Regions from separate parts of the Cricetulus griseus genome. Here region 1 is linked to region 2. A link is a contact called in public Hi-C data. All regions are on one chromosome and are shown on one strand. Each heading gives the region's core, a stretch centred on a gene start, on an enhancer-like site or on the middle of the called end of the contact. The rest is flanking DNA. Distances are from core to core; before and after follow the strand shown.

Region 1 (3,119 bases), core at 400-2,899, 460 kb before region 2:
TAGTGAGTTCTTGGCCAGCTAGGTCTATTTTTCTGAAAAAGTAGAGATTTTTTATAGGTTTTGTCTAATTGATGATAATTTAGCTAAATATTGGTTCTTTGAGTTTATTATTATTATTATCTTGCTAATATCACCACTTTTTTATGTTCCCCAATAAGTTGTTAATTTCATACTTAATAAGTAAGGTTTGGCTGCAATCCTGAAGTAATCGTAGCATAAAAATAGAGCTTTTTGAGGCAGGGGTGGTGGTATACACCTTTAGTTTGAGGCCAGCCTGGCCTACAGACTTGAGTTCCAAGACAACTAGGGCAACTCAGAGAAATACTGTGTGAAAAAAAGAAAAGAAAAGAAAAGAAAAGAAAAGAAAAGAAAGAAGTTTTGTTAGTGTTGGTTTTGCTTATGAAATAGTTCTCACTCTGTTACCCAGACTAGTCTCCAGCTTTTGTGCTCAAGTGATCCTCCTGCCTCAGCCTCCCAAACAGCTGGGACAATAGGTACAGGTCACAAGGCTTTTGCAAAAATATTCTATCCTCGTCCTATAACAAATTCAAGGCTAGAGGGTGCCACTCAAATGTGTCTCTGTGCCATTTCTTAATTTCAGCTTCACTGTCTCATCTCACGTTTGGGCTATTGTCCTTGTAGCCCAGATGAAGGCTAGACTCAAATTCTAAATAGCAGGGTAGAACAAGGTATACACTGTCTTTCTAGAAAGCTCCCCCCGCCCGCCCCAGAAACTTAGAATCACTATTTTCTTCTCACATTCCTTCATTCCTACTTATATCAAACTAGTTATGAGAGAGACTGAGACATATGATATGGTCCTTGTGTCCCCAGCCAGCCTTCTATCCAGGGGAAGGGCATGAATATTTAGGGAAAAAAGCATAGGTAAGCCATGATTTTGATTTAAAAGAGATCCAAAGCTGGTGTAGATTTGTAATCTGTGCTACTTGGGAAGCTACCATAGTAGAAAGCAAAATTCAAGACCTGCCTTGGCAACTTAGTGAGACATTGTCTCAAAATTTTAAGTAAAAAGAGTTGGGGCTGCAATTTAGAGGGTTCTCTTTCTGTTTTTGGTTTTGGTTTTGGTTTTTCAAGACAGGGTTTCTCTGTATAGCTTTGGAGCCTATCCTGGCACTTGCTCTGGAGACCAGGCTGGCCTCGAACTCACAGAGATCCGCCTGCCTCTGCCTTCCAAGTGCTGGGATTAAAGGCATGCGCCTGTACATAAGGCCATTTGTTGCATTTTCAGGGGTAAGGGAGGGTTAAGGAGCAGGCAGAGAAACAGAGAGAATAATTTAGACACATGTAGATGTCAGTGTATTCTTCCCAACTCTTAACCTTATCAGAAGGCCATGAGATCTGGAGTATACTTTAACACAGAGCAAATGAATACCTTCCCAGATACAGGTTTCCCTGTCTTAACCAGCAGTTTGACCTTAACATTAGGATGAGACTCAGACATGGCGTGAGGCTGAATGGAAATAAAGATGAGCAGAGAGAAGAGAGCAGTGATTACAAAAAAACGCTTCCCATTCTAACACTTCATCACGGCCTCTTCGCTTTGCACTGTGTCTCCTTCCCCTCGGCCTGGGGGCAGGGCTCCTTCCAGCTCTAAAATCAGACATCTGCAGTTCCACCTCCAGCAGCTGGGGGGCTCTATTCCACCACGGCCCACAGGGAGCAGATTAATTCACACTTTTCCTGTCACATAAAAGAAGGTGACTTCAAAGGCCACAGAACATTCTCCTCAGCAGGACAGAGGAGAGACCGCCACCTGCTTGCCCGTCTGACACTAAGGGAACCCCACCCCGTTCTCCTCAGGGCCTGCTCTGTCCATCATGTTACAGCCAGAGCTGTGCTCAAACACCCTTGCACCCAGACCTCAGGAATCCAGATTCCTTCCTCAGTTTTATTTGTCAAGCTTCTTGCACTGTCAATCAATTTCCAGGATTTTCCAGAGCCTGCTGCAGGACCAGCCCCCCCCCCCTACACACACACCCTGGCTAAGGAGAGGAGGTCCTGCCCCTCAACCTTCTACCAATAGCTGCCTGGTTCCTTACGTCGCCTAATAAGGAAGCACACGGCTTCCACTGTTCTCGTTGCCACTAGTGTTTCTAGCTTCGGTTCTCTGTCGTCTGGTTGCATTCTACACGTCTTCATGAGTCGAACACAATGATGTCATCATTGACCTCCAGATGACCTAAACTGATGAAGGCATCAGATTCCTTGATTCCATGGTGGCACCATTGCCACTTGCATCTGTTCTCTCTTGCCTTCTGTCACACTACACACCCTAGTCCTGTCCTCGTTTCTTGTGACCATTCTGTTCAGAAATAAAACATCCACACTGCCATTGAACACTTGATTTGGTTGGGGCAGACAGTGGTGATTTTTGTGCATGGCTTCATTTAGCACAGCAACTTCTATATGGATAATGCAATTACTGTCTCTGCTTCACAGGTAAGTAAGGACACTGGGCGTTGGAGGTGTTTGGAGGTAAGAGATGAGCTCAAGGAGGCAAAGCCAGTAGGCTACAGCTAGAATTGAACCCAGCACATCAGTGTTTTGTCAGGAGAGCATCGTGTCTTCCCCCCCCCCCCCCTGCTTCCAGAAGACTGGGGTCCATCAGCTTTGGAGTTTAGTGTCAGCATGAGCCTTTCTCGGGATGCATGTCTGCACTATCTCTACACATTTACTTTCACAGGAATGTGCTTGACTTTCACATGTGAAAGTGAATGGCCTCACTCACTTTTTATAATGAAAGAAAACACACAGAATCAGAAAGGAATGTGCAATGTTGACACCCTCCCTAGGTGTTATAAGCCCAGCTAACATCCATGTATGTGGCCTCTCTCTCATCTGTGCCCCACCAACCTGATTCCACAACCACACTGGGCTATTTTAAAGCAAACCCCAGCAGTCGCACCAGTTCAGCTCTAAGTGCAGGCATGTGTGGCGTGACAATCCAGCCATCAGCAAACAGTACATATGCACATGGTCTCAGAAGATCAGAATGGAGCTGAGCGTACCCTGTCACCTCTGATGCAATAGCCACCCTAAAGTCATAGCACAATGTATTGGTCATGTGTTGTGGTGATGCTGATACAAATACACCTTTA
Region 2 (3,515 bases), core at 1,007-3,506:
TAAGACATCCGTGAACAGAGGTAACTGCACTTCTGTCTGCCCTCCTGCCCTCCTGCACAGGCTCTGCCCCACCCCACAGATGCTACCTCACCCCCCAGATGCTGCCTCTGCTCCACAGATGCTGCTTCAGTCCTTAGGAATGGAGAGCGTTGGTCTTGAACCTAAGGACCTGAAGTTCCTTGCATCCTAGAATAGTACTCAACAACTGAACTCCACCCAGACTGCAATCCCACATGGTTGCCTTCATGTTCCAGTTAGGAATCTTAGTTTCTTGAGAGATGTTGTGGATTATAGTGAAAAGCTTCATGCCCCTCCCAAGATAATCCACTCACAATATCACCAATGAATGGGCTAAGCTATGATCCTGGCACCAACTTTGAGATTCTTAAGGGGTAAAATAGGAGACATAAAAAGGGGAGCGTGAAAGAGTAAAGAATCATGAAAGGAGAAAGGACTCTGGTGGAAGAAAAGAAGATGAAAAGATGGAGTGCCTGCAATGAAGCTGTTAGCTCTTCTATGTGGTACCCCTGCTGCCAAAAGAGCTTCTGCATGGTGTTCCTGCTGCCTCAAGAGGCAGTGCAGGGTGGAGGTGCAGCATAGGAAATTTATGTTAGACACTGTTCTGGTGCTATGAAGAGACACCATGGTCAAGACAATTCTTATGAAAGAAAGCATTTAATTGGATGGTTTCTTTGAAGTTTCAGAGGTTTAGTTCCTTATCATCATGGTGGCGAGCATGGATTCATGCAGGCAGGTGCTGGAGCAGTAACTGAGGGTGACATCCTGATCCAGAGGTAGAGACAGGAAGCCTCTGGGCATGGCATGGGCCTTTGCAACCTCAAAGCTCACCCCAATGACACACTTCCTCCAACAAGGCCACACCTCCTCATCCTTTTAATCCTTTCAAATAGCACCATTCCTGTTGACTCAAATATATGAACCTATGGGGCTACTCTTATTCAAACCACCATACAAGACTTTCATCCCCTTATGCTGGCAAAAGTGTTTTTTCTTCCAATTCTGGAGAGGCCAGAGTATTAACAAGCTCATGTGTTTGAACACCTCATCCCTAGTTGATGCCATTGTTTAAGAAGGTTTCTGGAACTTTTAGGAGGTAGAGCTTTCCTGAAGGAAGTATGGAACTGGGATCAGGTCTTGACATCTCATAGTCCAGCATCACTTCCTGTCTGCTCTACACTTCTTTTTTTAAAAGGTGTATTCATTTATTTATTAAAGATTTATTTATTTATTATGTATACAGTGTTTGGTCTGCATGTATGCCTCCAGGCCAGAAGAGGGCACCAGATCTCATCACAGATGGTTGTAAGTCACCATGTGGGTGCTGGGGATTGAACTGAAGACCTCTGGAAGAGCAGTCAGTGCTCTTAACCTCTGAGCCATCTCTCCAGCCCCTATTTACATATTATGTATACAGTATTCTCTCTGCACTCATACCTGCATGCCAGAAGAGGGCATCAGATCTCATCACAGATGGTTGTAAGCCACCATGTAGCTACTGGGAATTGAACTCAGGACCTCTGGAAGAACAGCCGGTACTCTTAATCTCTGAACCATCTCTCAGCTGCTCTCTACTTCTCAGTCACCAACCATACCCTCCTTGCCTCCATGACTTTCCCACTATAATGACAATGTCCCCTCAAACCTTGAGTCCTCACTCTTCCTCCCTTAAGTTGACTCTTGTCAAGTATTTGGCCATCGCAAATAAGAAAAGTAACTTCTTCAGGCAGCATCAGAGAACATGCTGGCCAGTCATGCTGTGTAAAGTTCCACATAAAAAGTGGTGACACCATTTTGTTCAGGGGCCTGAAATGACATTGACTACATCAATGCTTGGTTTCCCTGGATTCTTGTGGTGGACCAATTGGGACGAGGAATGAGAGTGCAGAGGCAAGTAAGGGGCTGGAGTCTGTTTCAGTGGCCCACCTCCAAATGCTGTAGTATAATGGGGCCACAACACACCAAGGAGGACTACAGACTTGGAATGGATTTGTCAGTCTCTGAGTGTATATGTTTGTTTTAACTCAGATGAACTGAGGCCAGTTGGATCCTGGTATCTGAAAACAGAAGGATTCTTCAGAGGGCTTTCAGTTTCAGTAAGTATCCTTGAGGTATATGACTTCTAAAGAAAATTAATCAGCAAATGAGCATGTCTGAGAGCAGGCAGCGTGAGGCTGTGGACTGTGCTACTTCTGGAATAACAAAAGGCAAGAAGGACCCTTAAGGAAATGGGCTGGCCCAGAATTATGAGTCACGGAGCCCATTTCTTACAGTGATTAATGATGAATCACTCTTTTAACTTTGGATGAAATAATGGGCTGCATCTGAGAAGCCCCATTAATCATCATGAGAATTAGGCTTCTGCCGATTCATTACCGCAGGGTCGACATGTGCTACACAGTTGAGCCGAATTGCAGGAAGGGGTGAACTTTAGGCAAGGGCTGGCTTAAAGAATGCAAACATCAGGGGTCTATTCTTGCTGCTGGGTGGGGTTGTGGGTGGAGAGGAGGTCTCCTTATGTCATCGCTCATCTGCACCAACTACAAAGTCTTCAGGCTATTTATATCCAGGGCCAGGACACAATAGACAATTGACATATATCAAAATCTGATACTTTTGTCCACTTCTCACTTTTCATTAACAGTATACTGGACACTGGGGTGTCAGAAGGCATGAACGTCAGTAAAATTAGCTTATTGTTCTTGAAAAACAAACTCATCCTGAAAAATGCTTTGTTTTTTGGAGACTTCTTAGTGTAGATAATAAAAACCCAGGCTGCAGGCAGCATAAGGGAGAAACCTGGTCCACAGAAAAAAGTCAGACTGGATCTGTTATTTGGCCAACATCAAAGCCTCTGAGCTGAAAAGAGGGTTAAACAGTCCTTCCGACAGATTTAAACTGATGGACTTCAAAGGTGCACAGGCAGTGTACACATCTCTTTGGCTTTGGGCAGGAAGGATGGAAAACTCTAGGGAATGCCATGCAGTCATTGACTCAAGTAGATGTGATTTTCATAGAATAAAAATCACACCTTAGATGTCAAAGGACACACACGGTTTAACGTCATTAGCTCCAGTAGTCCTGTTGAATCAGGATGTACATTCAGATTACCTCCCAGACACTCAACTTGCCCAATAGAAGAAGGCATTTTTTAAAATCAATAGCATAAGAGATTTTTAAAGGATTAGATAAGACTTTAATTTTTTGTAGTAGAAGATTGAGTGTAAGAGACATATTTAAAAAGTATGTTTTAAAAAATGCTCTGTCAGTACTCTTGGGAAGGAATGAAAAAACAATCTTGTACCACTTAGCACACACAGAACTGCTGTGCGAAGCATACCCCGACCAGTAGGCTTCGAAGACAGGTGCGGTCATGGGGCTTAAGTGGCTTGATACCTGACTTCTGTGTCCTCAGGTCCTTTCTCACTCTGCCCATTTTTCATACCTGACAGAAAGAACTCCTAAGACAGAAGACACATTTGATTCCTGCCTGAATT

Evidence for each region. Hi-C and Micro-C count contacts between places; a contact is called where the count stands out from the background.
Region 1: a Hi-C map of liver shows a contact between it and region 2, with 5 times the contacts expected there. The contact joins two enhancer-like sites. A contact is called at or near these places in 5 of 8 Hi-C or Micro-C datasets (the CHL-YN cell line, the CHO-K1 cell line, fibroblasts and 1 more).

What each region holds. Positions count from the first base shown.
Region 1 is chr2:152,105,226-152,108,344 of CriGri-PICRH-1.0, reverse strand. No RefSeq gene overlaps it. Among named protein-coding and RNA genes, the nearest start is that of Chd7, 20 kb to the right of the region's middle. Within about 2 kb of position 1,649, at least 4 of the 6 cell types and tissues checked have open chromatin away from gene starts, as enhancers often do.
Region 2 is chr2:151,649,527-151,653,041 of CriGri-PICRH-1.0, reverse strand. No RefSeq gene overlaps it. Among named protein-coding and RNA genes, the nearest start is that of Chd7, 440 kb to the left of the region's middle. Within about 2 kb of position 2,256, at least 3 of the 6 cell types and tissues checked have open chromatin away from gene starts, as enhancers often do.